Regions from separate parts of the Gossypium hirsutum genome. Here all the other regions are linked to region 1. Evidence: chromatin contacts called from public Hi-C data. All regions are on one chromosome and are shown on one strand. Each heading gives the region's core, a stretch centred on a gene start, on an enhancer-like site or on the middle of the called end of the contact. The rest is flanking DNA. Distances are from core to core; before and after follow the strand shown. Region 1 holds the start of LOC107901011 (E3 ubiquitin ligase PQT3-like). Region 2 has its middle 26 kb from the start of LOC107962826. Region 3 has its middle 8.5 kb from the start of LOC107962826. Region 4 has its middle 50 kb from the start of LOC121218549.

The links. A called contact is a pair of places that touch in the nucleus more often than the background predicts.
Region 2: a Hi-C map of leaf shows a contact between it and region 1, with 1.6 times the contacts expected there. The contact joins the enhancer-like site here to the promoter of LOC107901011 in region 1. A contact is called at or near these places in 14 of 34 Hi-C or Micro-C datasets (anther, callus, hypocotyl and 2 more).
Region 3: a Hi-C map of leaf shows a contact between it and region 1, with 1.8 times the contacts expected there. The contact joins the enhancer-like site here to the promoter of LOC107901011 in region 1. A contact is called at or near these places in 3 of 34 Hi-C or Micro-C datasets (leaf and seedling).
Region 4: a contact with region 1 is called in a Hi-C map of leaf, with 1.8 times the contacts expected there. The contact joins the enhancer-like site here to the promoter of LOC107901011 in region 1. A contact is called at or near these places in 4 of 34 Hi-C or Micro-C datasets (all in leaf).

Annotation. Positions count from the first base shown.
Region 1 is chrD06:17,627,360-17,634,843 of Gossypium_hirsutum_v2.1, reverse strand. It overlaps LOC107901011 (E3 ubiquitin ligase PQT3-like), which reads right to left and starts at 2,931. Exons shown (of 15, transcript XM_041095896.1): 1 at 2,604-2,931; 2 at 1,851-1,917; 3 at 1,685-1,754; 4 at 1,189-1,316; 5 at 972-1,042; 6 at 799-859; 7 at 571-686; 8 at 182-352; 9 at 1-96. The coding sequence starts at 2,772.
Region 2 is chrD06:17,400,831-17,408,314 of Gossypium_hirsutum_v2.1, reverse strand. No RefSeq gene overlaps it. Among protein-coding and RNA genes, the nearest start is that of LOC107962826, 26 kb to the left of the region's middle. Within about 2 kb of position 3,929, at least 1 of the 9 cell types and tissues checked has an H3K27ac peak or open chromatin away from gene starts, as enhancers often do. A contact at or near this core is called in leaf, where this site is marked.
Region 3 is chrD06:17,417,968-17,425,451 of Gossypium_hirsutum_v2.1, reverse strand. No RefSeq gene overlaps it. Among protein-coding and RNA genes, the nearest start is that of LOC107962826, 8.5 kb to the left of the region's middle. Within about 2 kb of position 4,326, at least 4 of the 9 cell types and tissues checked have an H3K27ac peak or open chromatin away from gene starts, as enhancers often do. A contact at or near this core is called in leaf, where this site is marked.
Region 4 is chrD06:17,767,627-17,775,110 of Gossypium_hirsutum_v2.1, reverse strand. No RefSeq gene overlaps it. Among protein-coding and RNA genes, the nearest start is that of LOC121218549, 50 kb to the right of the region's middle. Within about 2 kb of position 3,655, at least 7 of the 9 cell types and tissues checked have an H3K27ac peak or open chromatin away from gene starts, as enhancers often do. A contact at or near this core is called in leaf, where this site is marked.

The sequences.
Region 1 (7,484 bases), core at 1,682-4,181:
ATTCAGCATGCACCTGATTGGAGCCCTGCTTTGTTCCTCTTTGAATGACAGAAACGGCACAAGAAACATCTTTCACTTGAATTCCAGATTCTCCATCTGTTTTTGGATAATTTTGCAATTATTCACCTTCCCAGGAATAGTGTAAGGAGAAACAAGAGTTATGAAAATATCATTTTCATACCTGGAGCATATCTACCTAAAGCATTTTCTGAATTGCTAACAACAATTTGGGACTTCAGGAATCGCTCAGTGGCTTGCCTCAGTGACAGATTTGGCAACAAATCTTCCACTTTGTATTTTGTAGAAAAGCATTTGGGACACCTTGCCTTCTCAACCAGCACATGACGAATGCCTGCAACCGAACAAATACCATAATTAAAAAACTGACAGGTGGAAACGTAAGCAACCTTATAGCACTGGAATTTCACACAAGAAACAAGCACTCTGGAGCTAGAGAGCATTTTGCACCCAATTTTTCTTTCATTATCAACAAATCTTAAGGACTATACACTTAGAATGCATAAAAAAGGAATATAAAAAGGTGCCACAACTAGACCAGAAAATACTTACATTTCTCACAGAAACTGTGCTGGCAGCAAGGTATCAGTACAGCCTCCTTAAAAAATGTGCCGCAAAGAGAGCATTTCAGCTCTGACGGAAAATCAGAAGGTTGCATTGCTGGAAAACTGGCAATAACCACTCTCAATAACCAGAGAACATGAAAGTAAAAGAAAGAGAAATCTTCAGACTGAATAATGACATAGAGATAACTGAGGGTGCAAGTGACAAAGCTCTTACGTAGAAAGTTTAGCATTCAACTCAATATCTGCTTTTGATTTTGTTCCTGGAATAATCTGACCTGATGTACAAAGGCAACATGGTAAATCATTTTTTTAAGAACAAAAACGAGAGAGACAAAAAGTCCATCCATATTGAGAAGGGTAGCTAAAGGAAAATGAAACATTTCACACCTTGTGGAACAGCCTCACTTATGTCACTCCCTTCAATTTTTTGACATTCTACCACAGGTTGCTTGGTGCAACTGAATGCAATGGGGAAAAACAATTTACATGAGAGAATAACAATACTGCTTCTGTACTAATAAATCATCAATAGACTGAAAATTGGACAAAGTGGTTGATGCAACTAATTAATGCATTAAAGAAACTAGAAATGAAAGACTGATACCTTTTTAATTTGAAATGAGTGTCCTCATCATCAATACAAAATCTGAACTCAATATTGCAAGATAAGTTCCCCTCAGTTACAGGGCATATTTCTGCCCCGAAGTCATCAAAGTTGACAGTTTCAGTATTCTGTAAAATAAATGTCATCATTTAGAAAAAAAAGTTCTCAACTAAAATAAGTAGGACAGCTTATCTTAAGGTCTACAAGTATTATTTACAAGAAGTGTTTGTGGTTCTTCATCCATCTTGAATTTCATTAACTTAACAAAATTGTAGTAGAATAACTATATTAAAAGGCAGCAGTGAACATGGTGTAAAAGTTCAAGCAATTAAAATATAGAAGACAGCATAAAACATTCTCATCTCATTACTCGTAAATAAAGAGAAAAGTGCAACAATAACAATTCTAAATCTATTTATTCATATCAACATAAAATTATGTGATTAAACATCCAATATGCAATTACTATATCAGGGGTTGCAAAAATAAAACTCACCTGAAGATGAGAGGTTTTGCTCATTTTCTCATCCGGGGTAGCAAAAACTTTGCATGAGCCTAAGTGTGCCCTGAAGATAGTCATCATTCATAGGTAAGGAACCAAGATAGGATGCCACATAATAAATTTTGTATCTAAAATTGAAGTCAACTGAGAGAGCACTAACCCTGCAGGAACTCTCTTTATGATCACACTCGAGCCACAAGGAATTTGAAAATCTTCATGCACGTAAGCTGTATCCAATCCATCAAGCAGACAAAGTAGTTGTTAGCAGATCTGACTGAGTGACAGCCTATGCTGGAACCCATGTAGTTAAAGCAAGTGACTAGCTGCTGTGTCTTAGAACTAGACAACAAAAGCGCCTCAGACTATTTGGGTCGAGGCACAGGCATTTCTATAAGGCACTTGGAGCAAAAACAGCCTGTTTGATTGAAGTCTTTAATTTCTTTAATTTTTATTTCTTCATTGATTTTATATTTAAGAGTAAAAAATGGATAATATCAAACTCTTCAGGTCTCATTATTTGTGTATTCAATAACAAAGACAACCATAAAAAAATCATGCATATTGACCAGAAAAACAAAAAAGAAAATTCTGCATATGTAAAATAGAAACTGGACTACATCAAAGTAATATATTAAGCTTATTTATAATAAAGTGCAAACACATACATATTCATCTTTCGCTTACTTATGCGCTATAGTCAATATAAGGATTCTAGGGCTTAGTGCGTCTTCTCTCCTAGATAACACTGGCTACAAAAGCTATTCAATCCTCCATACGTATGAATCCAATTCCATGTAAATCATTAGCTCGCTATAACTATAAACTTGATTTATACGATCGATTCGTACATAACTTGAAGCGAAAGCAACCAAACAGATAATAAAATTAAAGCAGACAGAAAGCGGGAGGTAACCTTGACCGGAGATAGGATCGGAGAAGAGAAGATCGAAATCTTGGAAAAGATTAAGTTTCTTGTTTTGGACGATACTGGATTTGAGATCACGAACGGAAATCGAAGGCTGGCCTCCAATGTCGACCGAATCGTAATTGCGCGAGCTTCTGAATTTGAAGTGGACCGACATGGCTGAGATGGAATCGGCGAGTTCAATTAGGAACTCAGTTATCCGGAATAATCTCCAGAAAAGAGGAAGGAAGGGAAAAGGGAGATGTTGTTGTGCGTCCGAATTGTGAATCTCTTTGCGAGAGAATTTGGGGATTCTGTTCGTTTTATCAAGTGTGAATCCAAACGGTTTTTATAGCGCGGCGGGTACGACAAGATTACCACGGGCGAAGTGCGTGACATTGGCACGAATGTTTAACTATACACCTGTTGGGTTGGGCCCGATGCGAAAAATGATTTTTGTAATGTCTACGATTGCTTTTAAATTAATTTTGTTAAATATTTTTTTAGAATAAAAATGAATTTTAAAAAACATTTTTACCGTGTGTCAAAATCTAAGTAATTTAATTAAAATATATATAACAGAAAAAGTAAAAGACATTTACCTCTCAGTCTTGGTGTAAAATACATTTCTCCATTGAAAACTATTCATGATTGCATGATTGAAAAAAAATCACATAAACTCTTCCATTCATATCTATTTACTAAATATTTAAATGAAAACATAACTAAACCTTTGTCATTATTTTATTTTCTATTTAATTTTATTCAATTTTTTCATTTTTAATTATAAAATAATGAAAATCCATTTACTTTAAAAATTATATTCAAATACTTTGAAATTAAATTCAAATTGAATTATATTTTACTTCTAGTAAATCTAAGTTGTCTGAATTTATATTTAACTCAATTACTTTAATAAATTTCTTTAATACATTTTTATAATTATTTTGGAATGCTTTTCAGGGATTTGGACATGCCCAAAACATAAAACAAGGTTATAAGGCTTAAAATGCTCAAAATTTAAGTTGTGCAGGTGCAGGGGCTACAAGTCTCGATACTTGAACATCAAGTCTCAAGACTTGGCTTGAAAGTTTTGAGACTTAGGTCTAGAACCGTAGAATTTTGATTTCGATGTTTGTAAGTCTCGAAACTTAGGTGTAAGTCTTGAGACCTTGGACCCCTAGAGTAGAATTTGGCTGAAAAATACTTCAAATCAACTCTAAACATCATCAAAACAAGCTAATAAGTTCCCAATTCATTTAAAACCCATTTGAAACTCAATTAAACAAAATTATAATCATACACGTGCTCGAATAGAGTAACGGAACAAAAGCTTCCAAAAGGAGATATTAAAAGAGTTGAACTTTACAAATAGCTTTACATTTCAATTATAATAAATGTGATTGTGTACATGCCAAGGTACAACACCAATTACAACTAAATTAATCAATTACAATCTTAAACTTAAGTGGTAATGCAATGCTCCCAAGTCAAGGGCACCATCTTCTCAATAGTCTAAAACATATGTGTTTTAAACAATTAACACATTAAGCTCAAAAGCTTAGTAAGTAACTATTGTAACCTACTTATCCTATATTTTATTTGTGTTAAACCCATCTTAAACACATTATATTAATACTTACTCACAACAATTTAGCACTACTAACGAATTAGCTAAGTTAATCGACTTTTAGGGCTCAACTTACATTTTCGTAGTTTATTAGCCTATGACATTATGAATTTCACGTTTAAGACTTTCATAAGTGGTTCATGTAGTATTAATCCTTTACCTCTTAGTTTAGGAATACTTTCATATATATACATACATGTATCCATACATATTATTCACACATCAAATTTTCATTTCCTATAACAACCTAGTTTCCAGTGGTATTAGAAAATGTGATTTTGAAACCTCGTTCCTATCAATCGAGTCCATAAATATTAAATAGTGATATTTATGGAGTTAATATAAAGATATATTGACATTAAATTAAGTAATTTAGCCGAAAATATGGTTAATTAAGGCTTAGGGACTAAATTGTAAAAGTTCAACCACTATATAATTTTAATTAGGAAAAGGTTTGGGGACCTATATAAAAATTATCCAAATGAATAAAATGGTTAATAAACCAATTTTAGTTGGATGATAGTGGATTGTAATGATGATTTGCATTAAGATTAAAATAACAATTAAAATAATTTAATTAAATAATTAATAAAAGGTTAATTAAGTTAATTAAGCATTAAGCTTAGTATATAAGCTAAAATAAGTTGAAGCTTTCATATTCTTTCTTTATGTCACCGTAGCCATTAGAAAACAGAAGAAGAAAGCTTCAAAATTTCTTAAACAATCAGCCAAAATTCAAGTCCCTAAGTTATTTTATTTTGATTTTTATAGATTTATGATTATAGGAGCTTGATTTAGCTAGCCCATGTATCAATTTGTTCAATTTTGAGATTTCGATAGGTTTTCATTATTGAGAAATTGATAAATTAGGCTTTAAATTGATAGAAATAAAAGGACTAAATTATAAAACTTAATAAGCTTGATTATTAGCTTTGTTGCATTAGGGACCAAATTGAAATTATGCTATGGATAAAAAGTATGGGGTCCCTAATGAGTAAATATGAAATCAGATTTTAATCTGAAGATTTATATCAAAAGTTATGCTTATCCCGGATTTAGGGACTAAATTGAATAAATTGCAAAATATGCTTGACTTTGTATTTTATAGTGAATTGGATTGGAATTTATATTGCTTATTTTGTTGTGTTATCATATGTAGCTAACGTCAAAGCTGAGCCATCGAGAGGGAAAAGACAAATGAGAGTTGTCGACGAGAGACGCGAGACCCCCGGTTTGTACTTTTATGATTTGGGATTGATTTCATTGTTTGCATATACATGTTAATTGAAAATTTGGATATTGAGGTGAGTATATCATGATCGTATGAATTGAATTGGTGTGATATATATTGAATATCAAGAAAGTGGGTTGAATTTAATTGTGTGACGGTATTGAATGTGAGATTGTGAATTCGGGAACCCTTAATGACATGTCATTTGTATCCATAGAATTTCCAAGGTTCAAATGGGACTTGGTACTTATTGGATATGTGATCAATACTTACACATGAAAATTATATATTTCACATACATATCATTCAATTTAAACAAATAAATATACAATTTAGTTACATGAACTTATCTCGATAAATGTTTGTAGATTTGTAGGCTACTAATCCGATACTTTTTTTCTTTTCCTCGATCTAACTCTATATTAGGTCTATCCGGATCTATACAAATAAATTTAACTCAATTTAATATAATTCATATTCAATTCAGTCCAATAAAAATCTTTAGAAAAATTACTATCTATACTTTTAATTAATTACGATTGTCCCTAGGATCGGAAAATGAAATTCATACAATTTAATCCTTATTCCAAGCCTAATTGATTTTCATACATATCCATAGTAGCCCTTGTATTTCACAAAATTCAAAATTTTTCCATGAATTTTCCATCTTTTCAATTTAGTCCATAAGTTGTTTATCTATCAACAACCTTTCATTTTCTACCATAAAACTTAAAAATTCATACATACTTATCCATGGAAAAACCCTAGTACTTTAATAGTTTTGCAAATTAATCCTCGAGATAGCTAGATTAAGCTATTACAATATCGGAAACATAAAAATTATTAAAAATGAGACAATAATACGTACCTAATTAATCAAAATAAGCTTGTCTATCTTCAAGCTTCATAAATAGGGTTTCCATGTTCTTATTTTAGGAAAGATGAAGAAAAATGATGATATTTTATTATTTAATTCATTTATCATCGTTTATTTTATCATCTTTCCAATTTAACCCTTTACTTTATTTAATTTTCCAATGATGAATAATCATCCTTATCTACTAACTCCATTAAATGGTCTATTTGCCATATAAGGACCTCCAATTTTGAATTCCATAGCTATTTGGTACCTTTAGCTACTAGAATTCAACTTTTGCACTTTGTGCAATTTGGTCCTTTTAATCAAATTAAACATGAAATCGGTAAAATTTATTATCGAAATTTCCATACGATATTTCTATCATAATGTTGACCATAAAATAATTTTAAAATAAATTTTCTTCTGACCTCGAATTTGTGGTCCTGAAACCACTGTTCCAATTTCATTGAAAACAGACTGTTACAACTCTCCCCCATTAAGAAATTTTCTTCCTCAAAAATCTCTCTAGTAAAAAGGTTCGGATATTGCTCTCTCATAGGTTCCTCAGGTTCCTAAGTAGCTTCTTCTATTCCGTGTTGTTGTGAGAGAACTTTTACTAAAGCTACCTTTTTATTTCTTAGTTTTTTCACTTCCTGTGCCAGAATTTTGATCTATTCCTCATTGTATGTCATGTTAGGCTGAATCTCGACATCATTCGGAGAGATAACATGTGAAGGATTTGACCGATACCGTCGTAACATAGACACATCAAAAACACTATGAATCTTTTCTAACTCTGATGGTAAAGCTAATCGGTATGTAATAGGTCCGATTCTCTCAATAATTTCATACGGCCCGATAAATCATGAACTCAGTTTTCTTTTATGCCAGATCGAAGAACTTTCTTCCAAGGTGAATCTTTCAAAAATACTTTGTCACCAACTTGAAATTCTATCTCTTTGCGTTTAAGATCTGCATAGGATTTCTAAAGATCAGAAGCTGCTTTTAAGCTATCTCTTATCACTTTCACTTTCACTTTTTCTTCAGTCTTATGGATCAAATCAACTCCATGTGTCTTTTTCTCATTGAGCTCAGTCCAATACAACGGAGTTCTACATTTGCAACCATACAGAGCCTCATGCGGTGCCATTTTAATGCTTGACTTAAAAC
Region 2 (7,484 bases), core at 2,680-5,179, 230 kb after region 1:
TACACACATGTAGTAAGAAGGAACTCACCAAAAAATACAGCAAGTTCAAATAGCAAGACTCGTGCCTTTACCATGAGAACCTTCAGGAGTGTCTTGAGTTATACTATAAATAGTTAAACTATTCAGACTGTATACTAGAAAACTAAACAAACTTTCAAGTAACATCATCACAAAACCCTGATTCAGGAAGTTTTCTTCATTATACTCAAAACTGACGCTTAAGTGTGCAGCCCTAAAGTCAAGTAAATAGCCATGAAAATAACTTAAGGTTCATCAACATTTACCAAGTGCTAAAACAACAGAAGAGTTGGCTAAGTATAATGAACCCAAATCTCCAAGTAGTTCTCTAGTATTAGGTTTTCTAAGAGAAAAGTGCAAAGAAAGTTTGAGAAGAAAATGTGAATACTAGAGAGGACGTAAAAGCTTGCTCAAGAAACTAATACCAAGTTTATACAGACATACACGGAAGCTAAGTTTAGTGAATAAATCTGATTATCCCACTAACCTCATTGATTCCTGTGACCAAGAACTCTTTCTAATCATAAATGCAAGTCTTATCGGCTACGTAACTTAGTTCTATTATAAACAATTCCCATTTGTCTAACTAAATTCTTCAACCAGAATAATAAAATAATAATATAATAAAGGGTTCTATCAAACTGAGGACTTAAAATATTCGTCAAACAACTGGGTGATGTATACTCTTTAGAAGAGTCCGCCAAACCATCAAGCTCACTTATCATAGGCTTCACTCAAGGGCGTACTCACAACCTTACATGCTTAGTCACAATTATTACCTTACCTACTCAGAACTTTCTTTAAACACTATACTTCAACAAATAGTAGTCAAATCACTAAGAACTTTCTTTAAACACCGGGCGGGATGTTACACTCACAAAAAAAATTTATCTCTATTTTCTTCCCTTTGTCCTTCAATGATTGTTGATATAATTCCATAAGATGCTTTGGTGTATGACAGGTACTGTACCAATGGTTTTTACCTCCACAACGATAACACAAACATTCTAATTTTTCAGCTGTATATTTATCATTCTTTCCATCATTATGATCCTACATCTGATGGGTATTCCTGAAATGACCACCTCGTCCACGTCCTCGACCACAACCATGACCACGACTAAGATCACACCTATGTCCTCGACCATGACTACTAGCGTGACCTTTATCCTTTCCATTAGATGATGTCACATTCACTTTAGGGAATGGAGTAGAGCTAGTTAGATGTGACTCATGATTTTGCATTAACAATTCATTATTTTGTTCAACCACAAGAAGACAAGATATTAACTTAAAAATATTTATTAAAACTTTTTTCACAATATTGTGTCTGTAGGACAACATTATTTGCGTGAAATGTGGAGTATGTTTTTTTATAATATATCCTTATCAGTTATTGTCTCTCTACATAATTTCAATTACAAAGTGATTCTAAACATAGTTGAGTTATATTCACACACAAATTTAAAATCTTGTAATCTCAAATGTAGCCAATCATGGCGAGCTTTAGAAAGTATTACGGGTTTTTTGCGGTCATATATTTCTTTTAGACTATTCCAAAGGACAAATGGATATTTAACAGTCAAATATTCATTCTTTAGTCCCCCATGGAGGTGATGGCAAAGAAATATCATGGCTTGGACATTATCTTAACTAGATGTTTCATTTCCTTTATTAATAGTTTCACCAAAGCTGTTTGCATTTAAGTGTATTTTAGCATCTAACATCCAAGATAAATAATTCTTTCCAATAATATCAAAAGCCACAAATTCAAGTTTTGCAAGGTTCAACATTGATGATACAACTACAATGCAAATTTAATATAAACATAAGTAGTCTCTTAACAAACTTTCAAGCATAACATAACAATACTCCGGTGATTACAATAATTTAGTCACAAAATAAATTACAAGTAATTTGGCTATGTTAGAAGTTTTAACAAATTACGGGGTTAGTGGAACTTTTGACGATGCGAACATACCTTGATCCAAACTAATGAAGATCGCAAGACTCTTAGATTAATTTAAGCGTGCGTGTTGATAACGTATTATAAAACAAGAATAATAGATAAAAGATATATATGAGAATAGGGGGATTTCTATTGCATTCTATTATTTTTCATCATCATCACAACTAGAGGTGGCCCGCCCGAAATATGGGAGGGTTTGGGTAAAAATATAGGCCCAAAATATGAGATTGGGCAAAAAAACGAGGCCCGATTAAAAAACGGGCCGGGCCTCGGGCACCACTTTTTTGGCTCGGGCCCGGCCGGCCCGGCCCGAATAATAAATATTTTTATTTTTTTATTTTATTTAATTTTAAAATACTTTTTTTAATTTTTTTAATTTTAAAATTTTTTTAAAATAATTTTTTAAATTTTAAAATATTTTTAAAATACTTTTTTTAATTTTTATTTTAATTTTTAAAATAAATTTTTGGTATTTATTTAAAAAACGGGCAGGGCCGGGTTGGGCCGGGCCCGGGCTTATAAATTTTTTCCCGGGCCGGGCCTGGGCAAAATTCTAGGCCCATATTTCGGGCCGAGCCGGGCCCAGGCCTAGGACCCGGGCTGAAATTTTTTTCTGGGCCCGGTCCGGCCCATGAACACCTCTAATCACAACTAGTAAATTCCTATATATCTAATACATAAATAGGAAAGGGGTTTTAAGGAGATGAAATGTGAAGAGTTAAGGAATATGAAAGGTGAAAAGTTGATTATAGTGAACATCCACTTAATAGCATTCATAATAAAAACAAGATTTTTTAACTTTAAATTTAATTAATGAATTGGCATTGATTCAAAGCCATTTTTGTTTTCAATAATTTTAAAATATTATCTCTTACCCTAGTTCAAATCCATATAAATCTAGGAAAATTTTATTTATCATATTTCTATAATGGAAAACATGTGCAAAATGTAATTTTATATTTCCATTATTGAAAACAAATTTTTTTCTATTATAAAATGTATTTTCAAATTTTTTAAAAAAAAACATAAAATGAAAACCATTTTTTAAAACATTAAAATAAAAAGTTCATTTTTTTTCTTTTTATTTTAAAAATAATATTTATTTTCTATTTTAAAAATTAAAAACATATTTTGTAAATAAAAAATTTGTTTTCAATAATGAAAACTTGTTTGGTGCTTATTTTCCTATAATAGAAATTGAGAAATAAAATGAAATAATCCCACAGTTATATGAATTTGAGCCAAGGTAACAAGTTTGATATTTAATACTATTGAAATTTTTTTTAATGTTTATATAGGTTTAAAAACTAGACTCAATTCATTTAAACTTTTCAGTTTTACATAAAATAAAGATTAAAAGTATCAAATAGTTTCATTTTTCATTTCCCAAAATTTATTTTTAAAATTTTCAAACAAATAAAATTTTCAATGTTTCCTATTTTTCAAGAAAAAAAAACAAAACAACTGTTATTTACTAAAATCAAACGGAACTAAAAGTTTCACTAAAATTTTCAAAGGTGAAGCCAGCAAGTTTAAACAGAATTCACTCCAATATATTTACTAAAATATCTCTCTTTTAATGTTACTATTTTACATATTTTTAACTTTTAATCTCTTAATTTTAAAAGAATTTCTACATATATTTTACTTTTATAAATACATTTTTTATATATTTGATTAGAAAATCTTAAATTTAGAAAATATTATAACAATATAAATAAAACATTAAGAAACATTTTAACCATGTAAGGGTTGGATGAACAAGGACAAGTTAGAGTTGAAAGCTAATGTATTCAACGGATTCAAGTATATTTAAATGAAATGAAATTCGAGCTGATGAATCCAATCGAATTGGATCATGATGAGGTCTACATGAGTTAGTTCAGAAGCAGAAGACTTGAGAGGCCTGGAAGAAACTGTTTGTATAAGGGGTTAAGCCCATTGGCTTAGGCCCACATTAAGGGCTAGGCCCAATTTTCTAAATTCTTTAAATCTCCACCTCTAAATACCATACTAACAAAAATGCTTTGCTTTAATACAAGGTTTTGGACTTTGAATTTTATGTTATGTTTGAATTTATTTTAATTAATTAATTAGAGTTGAGTTAATTATTTAATCTAAGTTTTTATAATAATTAATTTATTGAAATTATTATAACTTAAATTTTTTTTCTTTTTTAACGCTCCTTGAAAATGAAATTTTAATTTAATATGAATTCTAATTTGAAACAAATATATAGATGAAATTTTAATTTTTTGTTTGAGCAAATTAATTAGCTGTAATTTTGAGAACAAAAAATTAATGACAACCTAAACCATCAATATAGTTGCTTATGCATCAGTTTTTGCTATATCATTTGGTGTACATTGTTTTAATGGAAAATCGAAACAATCAATTCTCTTTTTCCACAGCAGTAAAAATTTTAATTTGTATCGACTTTATCAATTTATTCTATCTAATTATGATCACATCCATCGAAACATTATGCATCAAATGATATATGAATAATATAAAAAATAATATAAAAATATATTTATCATTTATACTAATAATAATAAAAGCTTTAATTTTAACCATTAAAGTTTACTGACTTTAACTTTTAAACAACATAAAAATAAGTAAACAACTTGTATATAGGGAAAAAGAAAAGAAATGAAATGAAAATTTTCTCAAAGCTTCACTTCAACTTTATATTTAGTATAGGATGATTTTATTGTGAAAAATTTTATTGTTTAATGCTTTTTTTTGAATTGTTAAATGATTGATTTTTATTTGTGAAATTTAGTAATGAATATTTTATTTTCATTTATTTGAAATCTATAAATATATATTTTAAAAATGTTAATAAATCTGAAACGATACATCACAACATACTTATATCTATTTATATCAATTCCAATTCTAATAGAAAAAATAAATGTGCCATATATTGGCTATCTTGATAACATCTTATTTTACATATTTGGAACGGGATTGTCAATCGTTCAGATAGATTAAGAGTAGTCTTATAATTCAATTGATATTATTGTTGTTACAACAATGTAAAAGATGTAGGTTTCAATACACGTGTAATATACTCCAATTTAAAATTTTAGAATTTGTGGAGGTTATATGTAATTTAGGAGTCATAAGAAAAAAGTCAAGCATTGTCAACTGTCGGATCTTTTCCAAGTCTTTCTTTATCATTGATTGGAATTATTGGGACCCACATGTTTCCTAATCAGTAAGCAACTGTTAATTTATAATAATTCAGCTTAATTATCAAAATTGTTTAGACACGTTAATAAAAAACATTTTAAAATTTAAAAATAAAAAAAATAGAAAAAAGGTTTTTTTACGCATGTAATACATAATTAATATTTAAATACCTAAATGATATGCCAATCATTATTTATCAAAATGGTATGTTTTGAACAGTGTTGGGGGTGGAGGGAGATAGGGTGGTGGCACCACCAATTTTTTCTATTGCAAACATGGAAGCATCATTAGCATATGATTTGTGTTTTAAAAAATATGTTTAAATGGTGGAGGGAGTAGGATAGACGACACCTGCATTTTGTGTCCATACACGGGTGAAACTGGGGTAAAAATTCGAGTTACATGGGTGAGGGTGTTTTAAAGGCGGAACCTAGTGGAGGGTCCCTGATAGGTGGCACCTAGTGGAGAAGCCTTATTTAAGCAGTGTTTTCTTGAACAGTTTTGAAGATAAGAAAAGAAGAGGAAAAAAATTGTTGTAGTAAAAGAGAAATTATTGAAGAATTTGTAAGGTTAGTATATACCAATTTTATTTTTTTACAATATATTTTTTAGAAATAAAATATTGAGAAATTTAATTATTTTTATAGATTTAGTATTGAAGATGGATAATCAATTTTCCGTATGTGTTTAGTTCAATGAAGTAATTTTGACAACAATAGTTGGATGTATATTTGAATGTCGCCAACAAATTGCAATGAGATTTAATAGAAATATCTCAGTTGATGATATGAAAGAAATGATCAACGCAAAAATTGTTAGACGTTGGAGGAGGATTTCGAAACTATTCTAAAAATTTCCAATTTCAACAGATTGCATCAAATTCACCAGATGGAACTTGTAAACGATGAAGACGTAGAGACAATGGTCGCACTTTATTGCTCGAATCGAAATGGCCAAACTGAACCGATTCAGTTGTTTGCTGAGTTAGTTGATGTGGAGCCAACTGAAGATTTCTCTCTATTAAGTGAAGAACATAGAGTTCAATATTCATGTACGGTGGTTCCAAGAGCACATGTTGATAGGCGATCGACTATATGCGAGATCGGCATCAATCTTAATGCTCCACCTTTGTCTGAGAACCTTATCCTGGTCCCTATTTACAAATACATTCGGTGGTGATTGAGACCGATGCGAATAGTGATGATAGATATGATAATAATGGTCCTTTTGATTGCGAGGTTGAAGATTATAGTGATCCTGATCTAGGCGAGGTCCTGGATGATATCGACGAAGAAGGCGCGAATGATGATGGAAATGTTAACATGTCTCCAGTCATGAACACAAGTCGAGGCATTATGATACACAATGATCTTAGAGAGCACATATTGATCATAGATCCTGATGCGACGCATGTATTTGAGTTCCCGGAGTACCCCAATATACTACATGCTCACTGGTTGGCCGCAGATCTTGAACTTGAGGAGTTGTTTGTGGGCAAAAAATTTGCAACCAAGGAAGACTACGTATTTGCCATTAAATGGTATAGCATGAATGTGTTGATTGATTGTAAAGTTACCGTGTCTAAACTGACATTGTATAATAGGGAGTGTTGGAGGTTGGCAGAAGGTTGCAATTGGCGGGTACGAGCCACATTTATTCAAAGGTCGCAAATGTGGGTGATCCGAAAATTTTTTGGGCCTAACACATGCAGTTTAACACGCATGATGCAAGATCACTGCAAACTTGATGCCAAAAATATATGTAATTGCATCATGCCAATGGTGAAGGACATGCCGACAATTCCTGTTTCAGTACTGATTGCCAAAATGCAAGAATGATTCCAGTACTGGGTGTCCTACCGGAAAACATGGATAACTAAACATATGACACTAGAGTAGTTGTATAGAGATTGAGATGTGTCGTACAATGACCTACATGGGTGGATAACCATTATGTGGGAGTATGTGCTAGAGACTGTCATTGAGTTGCAGACACAACCTTATTACGACCTGGACAATCAACTACAACTAGGAAGAAGAGTTTTCCACCTGATGTTTTGGACGTTCGATTCATGTGTACGAGCATTTACCCATTGCAAGCCACTTGTGCAGGTTGATGGGACCTAACAATACGAAAAATATACGCAGATCCTACTTATTGCGGTCACTCAAGATAGGAATCGGAACTTGCTCCCGATAGCATTTGCCATTGTGGAGTCGGAGAACATGGAATCATGAAAATTCTTCCTAACAAACTTGTGGATATATGTTGTTAGGGACAACAATATTTGCATCATATC
Region 3 (7,484 bases), core at 3,077-5,576, 210 kb after region 1:
TTGTATTTTATAAATACAAATTTGAAAAATTAGTTTAAGTGGATAACACTGAAATTTTAAAGTTAAATTGTTGATTTGGAATTTGATAGTTGAACCATTCATATATATGAAATGAGCACAAAATGGCACTCTACCAATTTATCTGCAGCAAATTATTAAAATTCAATGGTTTAAGTTAATATAGTTACCAACAACTAGACTATATTGTTAATTTTTGTAAGGTATAACGATTTTTCGCCCTCTAATTTTATAAAAAAGTTATTTTAGTCTTTCATTTAATTTTTCATTTTTTTTAGTCCTTTAACTTACATTTTTGTCAAATCACTCAAAAATAGATAGAAAATTTAACATTTATTAACTTTGCTAACAAGGCATACACATGGATTGCACATAGATAACACGTTAGCATTTAATTAAAATTTAAAAATTTAAAAAATATTAAAATATATATTAATAAGTTTCTAATAAATTTTAACTATCTGAAAAGAATAGTTTTATTTTTTAAAATTTAAAAAATAATTAAATCCCGGTGTGTCATCCACTTGCATGCAACGTTAACAAAGTTAAAAAACATTAGGTTTTTCATTCATTTTTGGGTGATTTAATAAAGAAAAATACTAATTTTAAGGGCTAAGAAAACGAAAAATAAATAGAGAGTACTAAAATAATTTTTTTAAAATTAGGAAGGTGGGAATGCTTTTTTGTAAAATAAAATGATGGGATTGTGAGAAAATAAATTAAAGGGATTAATTTTTAGTTATCCTAAAATAAAAGGAAGAAATTCTAAATTGAAAAAAAAGTTTTGATCATTGTCATTATTCCTGGAAAGAAAGATAAAGGCGATGAAGTTGAAAATTGATTTGATTAGCAAGCTCCTAAAATTGAAAGCATGGACATGATCAAAGTTAAGTTGGAATAGTGAAAATGGAAGGAATAATTATGAAAAATACCTTAATTTATTTAAAAAAGCACTAAGCCCATTATTAGCTTCTAGACCAAATTTTGGTTCATGTCATTGTCAACGTGCCTTTTAGCCAACCAATATAGACCGTTCAATTTCATGTCATATCCAAAGATAAATAAACAAACTCAAGTGGGATTGATGTTCCAGTTCCAGATAATTTGACTTCAACTTGCACCCAAAAAATAAAGGGGTCAAATCCTTTTCAAGAACACAAGCTAAACAAAGCATAAGATGTGAAAAAACAAATGATAAACTTGGGAATTAGTTAGGTATCTGATTCTCTTTTTGAAACAAGACTCAATATCAATATTACCATACCTTTTCTTTTTGCCCTCTTTTGATTTCGGATATTTATTTTAGACTTTTGACTAAATTTAGAGTAAAATCAAGTTGGACTCCTAAATAGAAATCTCCTTTATATATATATATTTATTTCAGCTCAAAACCTTACTTAAAGCTAAAAAATTTATATTGAAGTCGAAAATAAAAATAAAAACATTACCATTTAGTTAACTATAAACTGCTAGAAAACCAAACCCTTAATAAAAGACATAGGTTTTCTTAACCATTAGGTTTTCTTGTTGTTTGAGTTTAACCTTACCTGCGGGGGATTGTTTGAAAGTGGGTGCAATTCAAAACTACTTTGTTTTCTTTCTTCCCTTCCCCTTTTACTTTTTTTATGAAAAGCAGAGAAATTAAAATGCTAAAATGGGAGGGGACCCAGAGCAGCTTTAGAGTTCAATTATAAGATGATGATTTCTTGTAAGATGGAGCAACCAATGGGTGAAGGTTTTCCTCGTTTAAATCCCATGCAGAGCATCCTATACGTTCTTTGGGAATCTTGTCATGCATGGACGGATTCTACCTTCCTTTTTCCTGCGGATTTTACAACTCTTTAATACATGCTCATTTTTACCCTCTACTTACAACCTGTATTGCGAGCCTACTTAAAGCTATAATTCACTAAACAACACCTACTGCTTAACAATTAAGTTCATATGACCCGGCTCTTAACTTAGCACACTAGTGTTGATTTCAAAAACTCACGTCATGGGTAGCAATCAGTGTAAGTTGATAGTGATTTGTTCAATTATAAATGTATTAAAAAAACAATTAAATTCATAGGTGAAAAAAGTTAATAGCCATAGTATTACAAAAGACCAAAGAGATTAGCTCCACATTAGCTAATTTAGTTGTCATCATAGCTTCCTGAAGGTTGAAGATTTGCTTCGTGTAATGTTTTTCCAGTTTAATTTTGTTAAAGGTTGGGAGGGTGTATAAGTGGTTTAGGAAATATATAAAAAAAAACACAAAGAGATTAATTTTGACAATTTATTTTTAGGGACAACTAAATTTTAAATATTTTAATTGAGTCTTCAAAGTATTTACTTTCATATTAGCCTGACCCTTTCATCAACCTATTTGTAACTTTGGGTATTGAATGTTAGCTCGGATTTGACTTGGAACATATTTAAAACATTCTAATTGAGTCCCCAAAGCATTTCATATCATATTGATCAAATCCTTTCATCAGTTTAATCGTAACCTTAGACGTTAAATGTTAGCTTGGATTTGACTTGGAACATATTTAAGATCAAATTTTAAACACAACTGTACTCATCGAATGGGCTCCTTGGATTTAACGTGTTTAAAAAAATATTCCTCCTAAATTTTATTGATATTGCTTTTTTTTTAACACATTAGATCCAGACTGTTCATACATTAGCTATACATGTGTTTTACATATGCTATAGATTAGATTCGAGTTGAGTCAAGAATTTTGACCAAAATTTAGAGTTAACTCTTATTTTATAATAGGTTAAAATATGTTATAAGTCCCTATACTTATAAAAAAATTAGGAATTTAGCTCATGTACTTCTATTTCATGAATTTAGTCCCTCTACTTTTCAAATTTCGAAATTCAGGTCCAACTATTAACATTGTTAAATTGTGTTGTTAAATTTGCTGCTATAACATTTTTTAAATAAAAAAAACTCTCACTTAATTTAACCATGTAATTAAAAAAACGACTTTATAATTAGCTTAAATTTAACCATTACAAGATTATATGATGAAAGGATTTAGGGGAATGATGCATAAAAGGCACATTCACCCATTTAGTGTTTTAGGTTGTCCTTCAATGCTGTAAATCAAGTAGAAACCAAGCAAATAAATGTGGTCAATCAAAATGAAGAAAAATACAATCAAGTAGGGTTTGAAAGATTTTATACTATATTTTAGTTAAACAAATCAAGTAAGACTTTATTCATACTGGAAGATTAAATTGAAGTAGTTGTAGAAAAAGCTAATCTTGATTTTTGTGGGGTAAAAAAACATATTCGGAACCATGACAGTATTGTGTCTTGTCAAAATAGTTTTCGAGATGATTTCTTTTGGAATATGTAGCATCAATGTTGATTCTCTATGGACACGTGCATGGGATGCTTTGTGACATGTAAATTGGTTTACTTTATGAAGAAAAGAATAATATCCCCACGCTAGATTTCTCCAGGACGACAAAAACAAATTATCTTTCTAGATTACGATTCCAAGGATGATTTTCATTTGATTTAAAGAGACAATTGAAGTGATTATATTTAAAATACTTAAACCCAAACGTGAAATAAACCCAAATAAGTATTTAAATGTTGTTTAAAAAAACAATTAAACCCACCAATTAAATCTATATAGGGCATATCTCAAGGATTTGTAATTTGATTTATTTTTATATAAATTATAAATTTACCATTTGACACATTAATCAAAGACGCTTCCCTTATACTTAAAATCATAAAACAATGGAACTCTTTCAAAAAGGAAATTAAGATTTTGGCTAAAAGGTCTTTCGGATTTTGTAGTATTCCCCTTGGATTGATTATAGATTCTTCTTTTTATGAGTTGAATCTAAACCCAAAATTAGGGTATGGATAATCGATTTTCAACATATATTATTATTGTGGTATGAAAAGCCAAGACAAGTCAAAAGTTGGAGTATAGCCTTCCTTTCTGCATATCTACAAAAGGGTTTTACTTAGTGAACTTTACAGTTGTAGCCGTGAATTTGATTCTTTTATATACATATGTACAAGGGTAAGTGCCTATGAATTTATCCAAATAAAATTTTGTTTTAAAAGGGTATGAACTGAATATTTTATAATTAAAAGGACTAAAATTAGTATTATTTCATTTAATCAAAGAAGCCGGGCCCCACTTAGTCCTTACCCTGCTACATCCTTAGAAGAAAAAAAAATCCATGTCATTATATTAATACAAAAAAATGATGGTAGAGCATGGTCCACTTCGTTCTCTACAACTGTGTTGAGTGAGGATGATGCCAAATTTTATTGAATTTAGAGTAATTGAGCCAAAAAAGGAAAAGGGTGTGTTAGAAGAAAAGTAATGACTTATAGATGTCGTCCTCGGTGTGGGCTAAGAAGATGACAGGAATTAGGCGATCCAGCTTACAGAAAGCTACGCATTCATAATCAATAAGCGACAAAAGGAATTTAATCAAGAATAAGTCATAAAAGATAGTCTTACCTGTTTTCATCCATTTTTTGACCCCTAGATGCTCTTTTTCACTTCACTTTTATGCTAAGTGTTCAGTTTTGGAGGATGTAATGTAAAATTATATCTAATAATAGGATTATTAGAATGAAAAATTATTTTGTTTAATTTATTTGGTTGAAATGTAAAATTTTATTATTTAATTGACAGAACTAAAAAAATCATTTAAAATTACATTTTATTTCATTATTATTAATTTTTTTCATTATTAACTGCACAAATATTAAAGCTTATGATATGTTGGATAACTTGAGTGGAGACGATAGAACCGAAGACTTATATGGAAATAAACAGTAGGCTTTGAGGCGCAAATAATGCTTTCCAAAGAGAACTATTTGCCCCCACACAAAGTTGCTAGAGAATTAAGACAAAGGTACTCCCGGGATACAACGAAGTTTTGAATTTCCTTTGATTAGCAAAATCGAGGAATTCCCTAACTCTTACTCTAGTTTCTGAAAATAGGATTGATTGTAATTGTGATTTGTGAGCACCATAGAATAGGGGTGATCATGGGTTGGGATACTCGGCCCGGCCTGACGGTCCACCCAAAAAATGAGAGGGTTCGGGTAAAAATATAGGTCCGAAATATGAGTTTGGACAAAAAAAGAGGCCTATTTAGAAAACGGGTCGGGCCCGAATGTATATTAAATATATATTTTTTATTTTTAATCAAATATACTTTTTAATCAAATATATATATTAAATATATACTTTTTTGGTGTTGTAAAATTTAATATGGGCTGGGCCAGGCTCGGGCTTAGCAATTTTCTTTCGAGCCGGGCTTGGACAAATTTTTAGGCCCATATTTCAGGCCGAGTCAAGCTCGGGCCTAGAAAATGGGCCTAAAATTTTGTCTGGGCTCGGCCATGATCACCTCTACCATAGACCATCCATTTATATGCATTCAAAGGATACTATTTTGAAGAATCACAACCCTTCGTGTTGAACATACTTCTTAGAAGAAATATGTCCCATGAAAATGTATCCATTGAATGATAATTTATCACTTTCTAAATGTATTTATTGAATTATAATTATTACTTTCCAAAATTGAATAAGTGCTCATCAAAAAATTAAATTTGCAATCTATAATTTCTAACATAGTATTTTTACTATACTAATAAATGAATGAATTGCCCTCCTAAATTAATTTCATATCACATTTTTTAAATTTAAAATTGGAGAGAAACAATAAATATTTGGGGTTTCTCTTTTGATTAAAGTGATTGAAAAAGAAAGAAGAAAAAGAAAACATTTGTTACTAAAACATATTATTTGTTATGGTTTAAAGAAAAATTTTTAACAAATGATAAAAATATTATAAAAGCAACATTTTGCACATATTGTTAATTTCCATCAACTAATAATATAGAAAATTTTGAAAAATATATTAAAAAAATAATTTTTAATTTACACATATTGTTAATTTCTATCAACTAATAATATAGAAAATTATTATTATTTTGTTTGATGTTATGGGTCGAAATGGAACAAGGGGAAACAATGCGCAGCATGGGTTTAGTTAAACAGAGTGTTTTAAAAAATTAGGTACTATTAGTTTTACCATTCATTTTAACTAAATTTTAAGCAATTAATTCATTTTCATTTTCCTTCCTATATATTGGGGTGTAAGGGAGTTGAGCCAGTTATGAAAAAGGAATTAGTTGTTGCACAAATTTATCTTTCTCTATTCTCTTCCCTAGTTTCTCCTACCGTTTTTGCGATTGTTCTTTTTCTTTTTTTTTCTATTTTCAACTGTATCAAGGTATCGGAGCTCAACGATTTGCTATGTCCAGGGATGGTGTGACCACGAGACTACAGAAGGATGTGGGCGTTCTTCAACAAGAAATGGTAAAAGTCCAAGGTGAACTCTCCCAGTTGGGTTCCAAGTGAGATACTAAGCTAGAGGCTTGATTGCAATGTTTTAAAGAGGAATTTCGTATGGAGATGCACTCTTTGTTTAAAAAGTATTTGGGCAATCCCATTACTTTGAATACAATAGCAACTGTTCAAGCCAAGGGGAAAGGGGTTTTGGGAGTGCCACCTCTAGGATTTCCATCTAAGAATCCTCTATAAGTCCCTCAACCTCTTTTGAGACCTACGATTTTGAACCTACCTAGTTCGGGGTTCCTTTAGGAGCATTCCTACAGGTTAGAATGCCTTCGTTTTGATGGAGCTGACTTTAGGGGCTAGTGGTTGAAGCTAGAGTAGTACTTTGCAACTAAAAGAGTGCTTGAGTATGATAAGGTATGTACAGTGGCGCTTCACCTAGAAGGTTGAGCCTTAGATTAACATAACTTCTTGCCTAAAAGCATGGAGGTCTTCACTTGTTGGATTGGACTTGTTATGCTCATAGTTTGAGAAAGTGTTTTGGATCAAGCATATTTAAGGAGTTGATAGCTGAATTGGTGACCTTGAAACAACAAGGCCCAGTGGAGCAATATCACGACCAATTTGTAAGCCTTTTGAACCAGTTACAATTACCAAAATCATATACCCTTAGAATATTTGTTAGTAATATGAAAACGAAAATAATTTAGTACTTACAACTATTTAGACCTCAAACATTGGTGAAATGGTTCCACATTGCTCAACAAATAGAGAGTATTTTAGGAGTATCTCCTAGGAAGGGATTTTTAATTGAAGCTAATTCATTGCCTAGGTTTAGTTCACCCCTAGCTTTTCTATTTCTACTCGACCACATGGCTCTGCTCAATCTGGTTCCTAGGCTTATCCATCATCAAGGGGATCTGTGTCATCTAAAGGGTCCACAAAAGGAGTAAGTCCTACATTCATGGATGAAAGAAAGCAAAAAGGCCTTTGCTTATGGTGTGGAGCCAAGTACCACATTAGCCACATATGTGTTAAAATCCAATTATATCAAATGTTGCTAGAGTCACCTTGTGAGGAGGATATAGAGGATTTTCAAGAATGCTCAGAGCAGTTGAAGGA
Region 4 (7,484 bases), core at 2,406-4,905, 140 kb before region 1:
GAAGTTCGATCGGGTTGAAAGCTAGTCGAAGATCCATCACACTATCCATCGACTATATCGGTAGATTTTGATTATTTTGAGTCATGGTTATAATGACATGTATAGGTGTTTTTGTTTGATGAAATTAGCCATTATGTTTGGCTTGTATATAATGTATTTTTGGGTGATGAAATAGTTGTCATGCTATCATGTTTGTGTGGAATTTTTTAATGGTTGTTATTTGGGCATCTAAGTACCTAAATGATGATAGTTGAATTGATGAATATTAAGGTAAGTTATGAGATGTTGGTTTGGTATAAAATTAGATAGTGTATTGAGTTGTTAAATGGCGAGTTTTGGTAGCCTTGAATATATTTGGCAATTGGTCAATTTGTTAAGGTAGATGATAAATGTGGAAATGGTCATAATGGTATTTGTTAAGTATGAGAATGGTATGTGAACATTAAGGTAAATGTAGTATTTAAGTTGTTCAATTGGTTGATTGATTTATGGATAAATTTAGCAAGTGTTTAATCAAGTTTGTTTGTTGAAATTGAGGTGTCATTTTGGCATATTGGTTGTATGGTTAATTATTATGATGTACAAGCTTGAATATGCATATGTTAGGTGGCTAGACTTTGGGTGAGAAAAATGACTTAGAAATAACCTATTTTTCGTCCACGCGGCCAAGGACACATGCGTGTGTCTTAGCCGTGTGTGACACATGACCATGCAACACGGTCGTGTGTCCCCTGTAGCTTACACAGGGTTGCAAGTCAAGCAGTTACACGGCCTAGCACAGCGCTTGGCACACAGGCATGTGAGGCCATTTCAAAGGGTACATGGCCTGGCACACATGCATGTGGCTTGGCTGTGTGTCCCTACTTCGGATGCCTACACGACCTGAGATACGGGCGTGTGTCTCGGCCGTGTGAGTCACAAGGCCGTATGACCCTTGCAGTTTAAAATTTTGCATCTTTTTCCAAAAAATTCTATATGTTTCCAATTTAGTTTCGACTCGTTTCTAATGTATTTTTAAGGTCTCAAGGGCTCGTATATGGGACAATATGTATTACATTGATTGAATTTGCTATACGTGATGTTGTGAATTGAATGTTTTAAATTTTTGAATGTTTTGATTCGTAAACTCCGGTAATGCTTCGTAACCCATTCCGGCGACGGATACAGGTTAGGGGTGTTACAATTTCTTTTAAGTGTCTTGTTTTCTTTTTCTTTGTATTTTTATTTGCTTGAGGACAAGCAATGAGTTAACTGTGAGGGAGTTTGATTTGCCACAATTCGATGTGGCAAATTAAAGTCTTTTCGACACTTAATGAACTTGTTTTCGAACCATTTTATTAGTATTTCAATTAGTTTTCTAATTTAGTAGTTTAGATGCATATTTGTATTGTAACAAACCGTTGGGCCAATATGGGCCTAGGGTAAGACTGACACGCCAATTTAGTGTGCAGGACATCATTTTCAGGTCAAGGAACACCAAGGACGACGTCAATGTCGCGACACTAGCATGCAGTGTCACAACTCCATATTTCGAAGCAAGAAAAGATCCATTCAAAGTTTTGTGTCTCAACACCGGTCCTATGGTATCGCAACACCATTGTGACAGAGGCCAAAATATTGTTGAAGGTTCGTTTGCACAATGTATTTTATTCAGTTTAATGGCCTGTATTTGACCTAATTAAGGTAGAAACAGGTGCGTATATATAGTTATGTTCAGGCTTAGCTAAGGAGGCCATTTTTAGATTTTTAATTTTAGTTCAATTTAGTTTTATTTTCTCTACAGAATTATTGTTCTTGTTTTTTAGAGGATCCAAATTAATTCCAAGCTTTCATTTTAGTATTTCATAATTTTTCTTTGGTTTCCATTTGCAATCGATATTATCTCGACGACTGTTAAAGGGTTTTTGACTTTTGAGTGCATTCAACATCGAAACGAATCAATTTCTCTTTTCCCTTTTCTTTAGTTTAATATTTACTTTGCATGTTTAAATTAAAGTTAGGAAATTTTGCATTTAGATCCATGAGTAGCTAAACCCCTAGGGAGATTAACGATCGGAGGTGAGATTAATTAATGGAAGAATTAGGGTTTGCCTTAGAATTAGTTGGCGTGAATTTTGTATGCTTAAACCTTAAGATTAACAACTCTAGGAAGTAATATAGGTAAATGAGGTCGAGAGAATACTTTACCGAACAACTCTTAATTCAACCTAGTTTAAACTAAGAGGTTGAGAGATAAGTGGTTTTTGTCAATTAGTTAATTAGCTATAGGCTGAAAGGCAATAACTAGTTAATTATTAGCTAATTCATTAAAACCCAAATTCTGAAGTTAATTTTAAACATTGATATGAGTTAACCTTCTGTTTGTCCATTGAATAAATTTCGACTATTAACCTTATTTAATTACTTTTTGTTATTTTTCTTACTTAATTTTTTTATTTGTTTATTCATACTATAATTTCGATTATTAATGTTTAGCATTGTTAGTGTAGAAAGTAGTTTTTGGTTTAATTCAATCTCCCTTGGGTACGATCCTCAGAATACTTTCCGAAGTGTTTCGTTGTAAACTTACTATATTACAATTTGACCCATATAATTGCGGGCACTATTGTTTTATTTTTTACCTTTTTGTTGCAGTATTTCAGCCAAGGTGTTTGCACGTCTGGCAGCGGTCAACTATCAAATCAAATTCAACCATTAGCAGTCATCCTGTAAAAACATCAACCCAAACTTCCATTCTTAGTATCTCTTCATATCACATGCGATATGAACCACCACTATAGTCTAGGAGTGAGTAAAATCTGCTTCGATTCAAAAAAATTGATAAAAATTTCAAATTTTGATTTAAATAGCTCGAGTTATATGAGTTAATCAAGTTATTCAGATCAACTCGAATAAAAAATTAAGTTTTTCGGTTTAACTCGAATATGAATTAAATAATTCGAGTTATCAGAAAATCCGAATAAGAAAAGGCAAAACCACGTCGTTTTGATAAATGTTTACCTTTTCTAAAGTTAAAAGTCAAAATCATTAAGTTAAAAGGCAAAACTACATCGCTTTGATGAATGTTTACTCATTAAGTTAAAAGGCAAAATCATTATATTGTTTATGTAGTTAAATAATCTTATACTTTGTGTACTAGTTAAATAATCAGTCCATGTAAACGTAACATTGAGTATAAATAATAAGATTCGTTAACTCGACTCTACTTGACTCAAAATTTTTTGACTCAATCCGATTCGGTTCAAAAAAAAATTCAAATTGAGTTGGTTGCTAAAATAAGATTCGTCAACTCGACTAACTTAAATTTTTTGACTCAATTTGACTCGATTCGATCCGATCGAATACTCACCTCTACTGCAGTCAACGTTGACGCTTTGTATAATTTCATTATTATAAAATTTATAATTCTCGTATAATTGTAATTTAAAAGAAAATTTGAAATTCTTTACGGGAGGGGAAGAAAGAACACAAATAACATTTTTCACTAACCTAGCAGGCTTAAAACTTGCAGAATGTGGACCATCTATCATACTAGTGGTCCAATTTGGAATCCAGTCTCAAATGTGAATGAGCTTTTTCTGGTGACCCCGCCAGCCATACCGTCATCTTCTATTGGCATTACCTTACACGTCGATATTTGCTTTGTCCTCATTGCTCACTTTACAATCATACAAAATCTTAATCTCCCCCCTTTGAAGATATAGAAATTGGACCCGATCTATCGGTTTAAATAAAAATCGTCTGGTCCACTACTTCCACAAGACATCTAATCTGAAATGCAAGGAATAGGTGAAAATGGGTACGAAGCAGTTAAAAGTGTTTCTTGAATTAAAAGCTTTATTTAAAGGCTTTTTGAGAGGAAAATGGTTGGCGGTTGGCGGTTTGCGGTTGGCAGTTGGCATATAATGATTTCATACAAGTTCGACAGCCTCATTTGTGGGCCATAACAGGACCAGTAAAATGGGCTATTGAAGTTGGGTTAGAATTTCTAACGTATTGAAAATTATAGGTGTTTTGGACTTGCGAATTTAATCCGATTCATTTCAATTTAAATTCGATTATCAGGTAATAATTTAATAATTTGAGGGTAAAAGAAGAAAAATAAGTAAATTAGATTTTATATATATAATAAAAGTGTAAATTATTATTTTTTAATTTCATCCATTTATGTTGTTGAGTGATAATTTGACTTTTAATTTTTTTATATAAGTGACATGGAATTAAAGGATAAATAGAATTGAGTAAAAGTACCATAGAGTTCCCCATACTAATATTCAGATTTCATTTTACCCATCTACTAAAAAATAAAAAAAAATCCAAAAATAAATAAAATTTCTTAATAATTATTTAAAACACCATATCTAGTATCAACTTTGAACGCGGCCTTTTAAAAAAAAAATTATAAATAATTATTTAAAATTTATAATTAATTATTAAACTTATCTAAAAATTATTAAAAATAATGTCCAGAATAAACTTAAACAAATAGTTGTTTAGTTTCAAATGAGCCTTAACGTCAAGGTTAATTCCGGAGAGGTTTATTAAATAATTATAATAATTATTTATTACATATAGTTTCTAATATTTTTTATAATTCTTAATTATTATAATTTCTTATAATTATTAAAAGTTACAATTTCTTATATTTCTTAATATCTTTTTAATAAATTCTATAATTATTTAATAACTATTTAAGAAACTACTCTAAAATAAACTTAGACAAATGATAGTCAATGTTTATTTGAGCCTAGAGAACCATTAGTCCAGACTCATCCCGATAGTTGTTTTTAATATTTTCAATATTCTTTTTTTGTAATTTCTTATAATTCTTAATATTTTTTTTATATTTTTATAATTTTTATCATTGTTTGAAAAATCATGTTCAAGATGAACTTGATCAAATGGTTGTGTTCATCATAGATGTGGTCTTTTAAAAACAGTTGTAAAAAAATTATTTATTTTTTTAAGATTTTTTAAATTTTTAAAAGTATTGTCATGCCATCATGAGATATATGTGGCATGTAATATATCACAGTCTGGTTTTGTTGTTAGCCACATTAATACTTAATACTAGAAATTGATGAAATTTTTAACAAAATGACCAATTGTTCTTTAACGGGACTAATTTATCTTCTTTTTTTTTCTTTTTTTTTGTAAAAAAGGTAAAATACAATCTGGCTCTTAATATAAGGGTCTTTATAGTACTTTTACCTTTTATTTTTCTTCACAATACACCACCTTGGATTTTATGTTTTTTTCAAATTAAAAATTAATTCCACTTTGGATATTACCTTGATTAATTTGTACTCTTTTTCAAATATATATAGGATAATTTATCTATTTTTTAGTAAAATAAGTAAAATATAATCCATCGAACCAAAGTCAAAATTGATTAGAATCTAAGCCAGTCCAACTTTGAAATGACCAATAAGTAATTTAAAAAAATCCATTTAAGGAAAAACCAAAATCCGAAACTATCGGAACTGTTATGATATGGTTAAAAAAAACATCCAAATGACTTGGAATCAAAACAACAAACCCGCATCCCGCCATCACTTTATACTGCAGCTACCGAGTGCATCGACAATGAAGGATTGGCTTCATGGGCCTGGAAATAACAGCCGAAAAGAGGGTATTCATCGACAATGAATTCATTAAAATTCTATAATTTTTGCTACAAAAGCCATCAGGATTCATCCCTTTCTTTAGTTCAAAACATTAATGTAGTGTTTTGGATAGAAAATAAGAGAAAAATAAATATGATCTACTGAATCTAATGCACTGATAAACGACAGCTGGCTGTAGCCTTCAACACAAGCACCACACAGTAGGCAATGACCAACATGTCACAGGTTTGTCAAGTGTGCACTTTGCCTCTACTAAAGTAGTCAACTACCCTTTAGGTGAGTTATAAGTTGAGGTATTTCTATCATCTTACACCATTTAATTCTACAATTTCCTTTCTTCCTTAAACCTTCTCTTGCTTTTTCTTAAACGCAATTGAAATGCCCCATGGTTCTATTTTAGGAAGACCAAACTAACCAACCTAATTTGCCTGCCATGGGAAGTATAATGCTTAGGCATATTATTCCATAAAACATACGCTAGGATAAACAAGCCTTAGACTTAGTTTGGATGGGCGGTGTGTTTACCTTCGGTGAGGTTAAAAATAGCGGTGGCGGTGAGATTAGTTACTGTAGCGGTGAGATTGGATACTGTAGCGGTGAGATTAGAAACAATGGTGGAGTGTGTGTTTGGATTCAAACGCAACTGTAGCGGTGAGGTGAGAAAAAAATGACTATTAAGGACATCATATTAGAATTGATATATATTAAAAGTTTTTTAAATTATTTTACTTTTTTAAAATTATTAAAATATGGGAATTGATAAATTAATTTAATAAAATATTAAAATGTATCTTCCAATATTTTAATGAATTATATAATTAATTTAAATTATTTATTAGATAAAATGATAATTATTTTTAATTTTTTATAGTTAAATGGTAAAATGTATCTTCCAATATTTTAATTTTTTATAGTTAAATGGTAAAATGGGAAAGAAATTACTTTAACTTTCAAGGATAAAATGGTAAAATAATAAATAAAAATATGGGCATTTTTGTCTGCTAAAAAAGTTGACTGCCCACTGTGTATAGACTGGAGCTTTTAGCTCCGGTTCAAAATGAGGCTGGCAGTGAGGTTGAAATTTTCAACTGCACCTCACCATTGTTTATCCAAACATCAAATATTTGCAGTGAAAAAGAATATTCCCTCAACATTCCATCTCACCATGGCTGATTTTGCATCCAAAGTTGACCAGTAGTTTGTATACTTGTCAAAGCTGTAGTAAACTAAGTGCATCTTTGTAAGAATATACATCTATCTCCATGGGTACAATACATAACACTTATCCCTAGTGATCTTATATCAGTAAAAGTACAACTAAGGTTACTATACTAGAATTCAGATTACATTTTATCCTTCTATTAAAAAAAAGGTTAAACTTATCTTTGTACATTATCAAAAAGCAAGTTGGTTCTTTTGTTAAAAATTTTATATGTTTATGCTATTAAAAATCGGTCCATATACGTCAATATGAGGTATACATAGCACGTCACATGTAGAGGTGCTCATGGGCCGGGCCCATAAAAAAATTTCGGCCCGGCCCGAAATATGGGCCTAAAATTTTGCCCAGGCCCGACCCGGGAAAAAAATCATAAGCCCGGGCCTAGCCCGTCCCGACCCATTTTTTAATAAATACCAAAAATTTATTTTAAAAATTAAAAAAAGTATTTTAAAAATATTTTTAAATTAAAAAAATTAAAAAAAAAGTATTTTAAAAATATTTTTAAATTAAAAAAAGCATTTTAAAAATATTTTAAAATTAAAAAAATAAATATATTTATTATATTAGGCCGGGCCAGTCCCGGACCAAAAAAGTTGTGCCCGAGTCCCGGCCCGTTTTCTAAACGGGCCTTATTT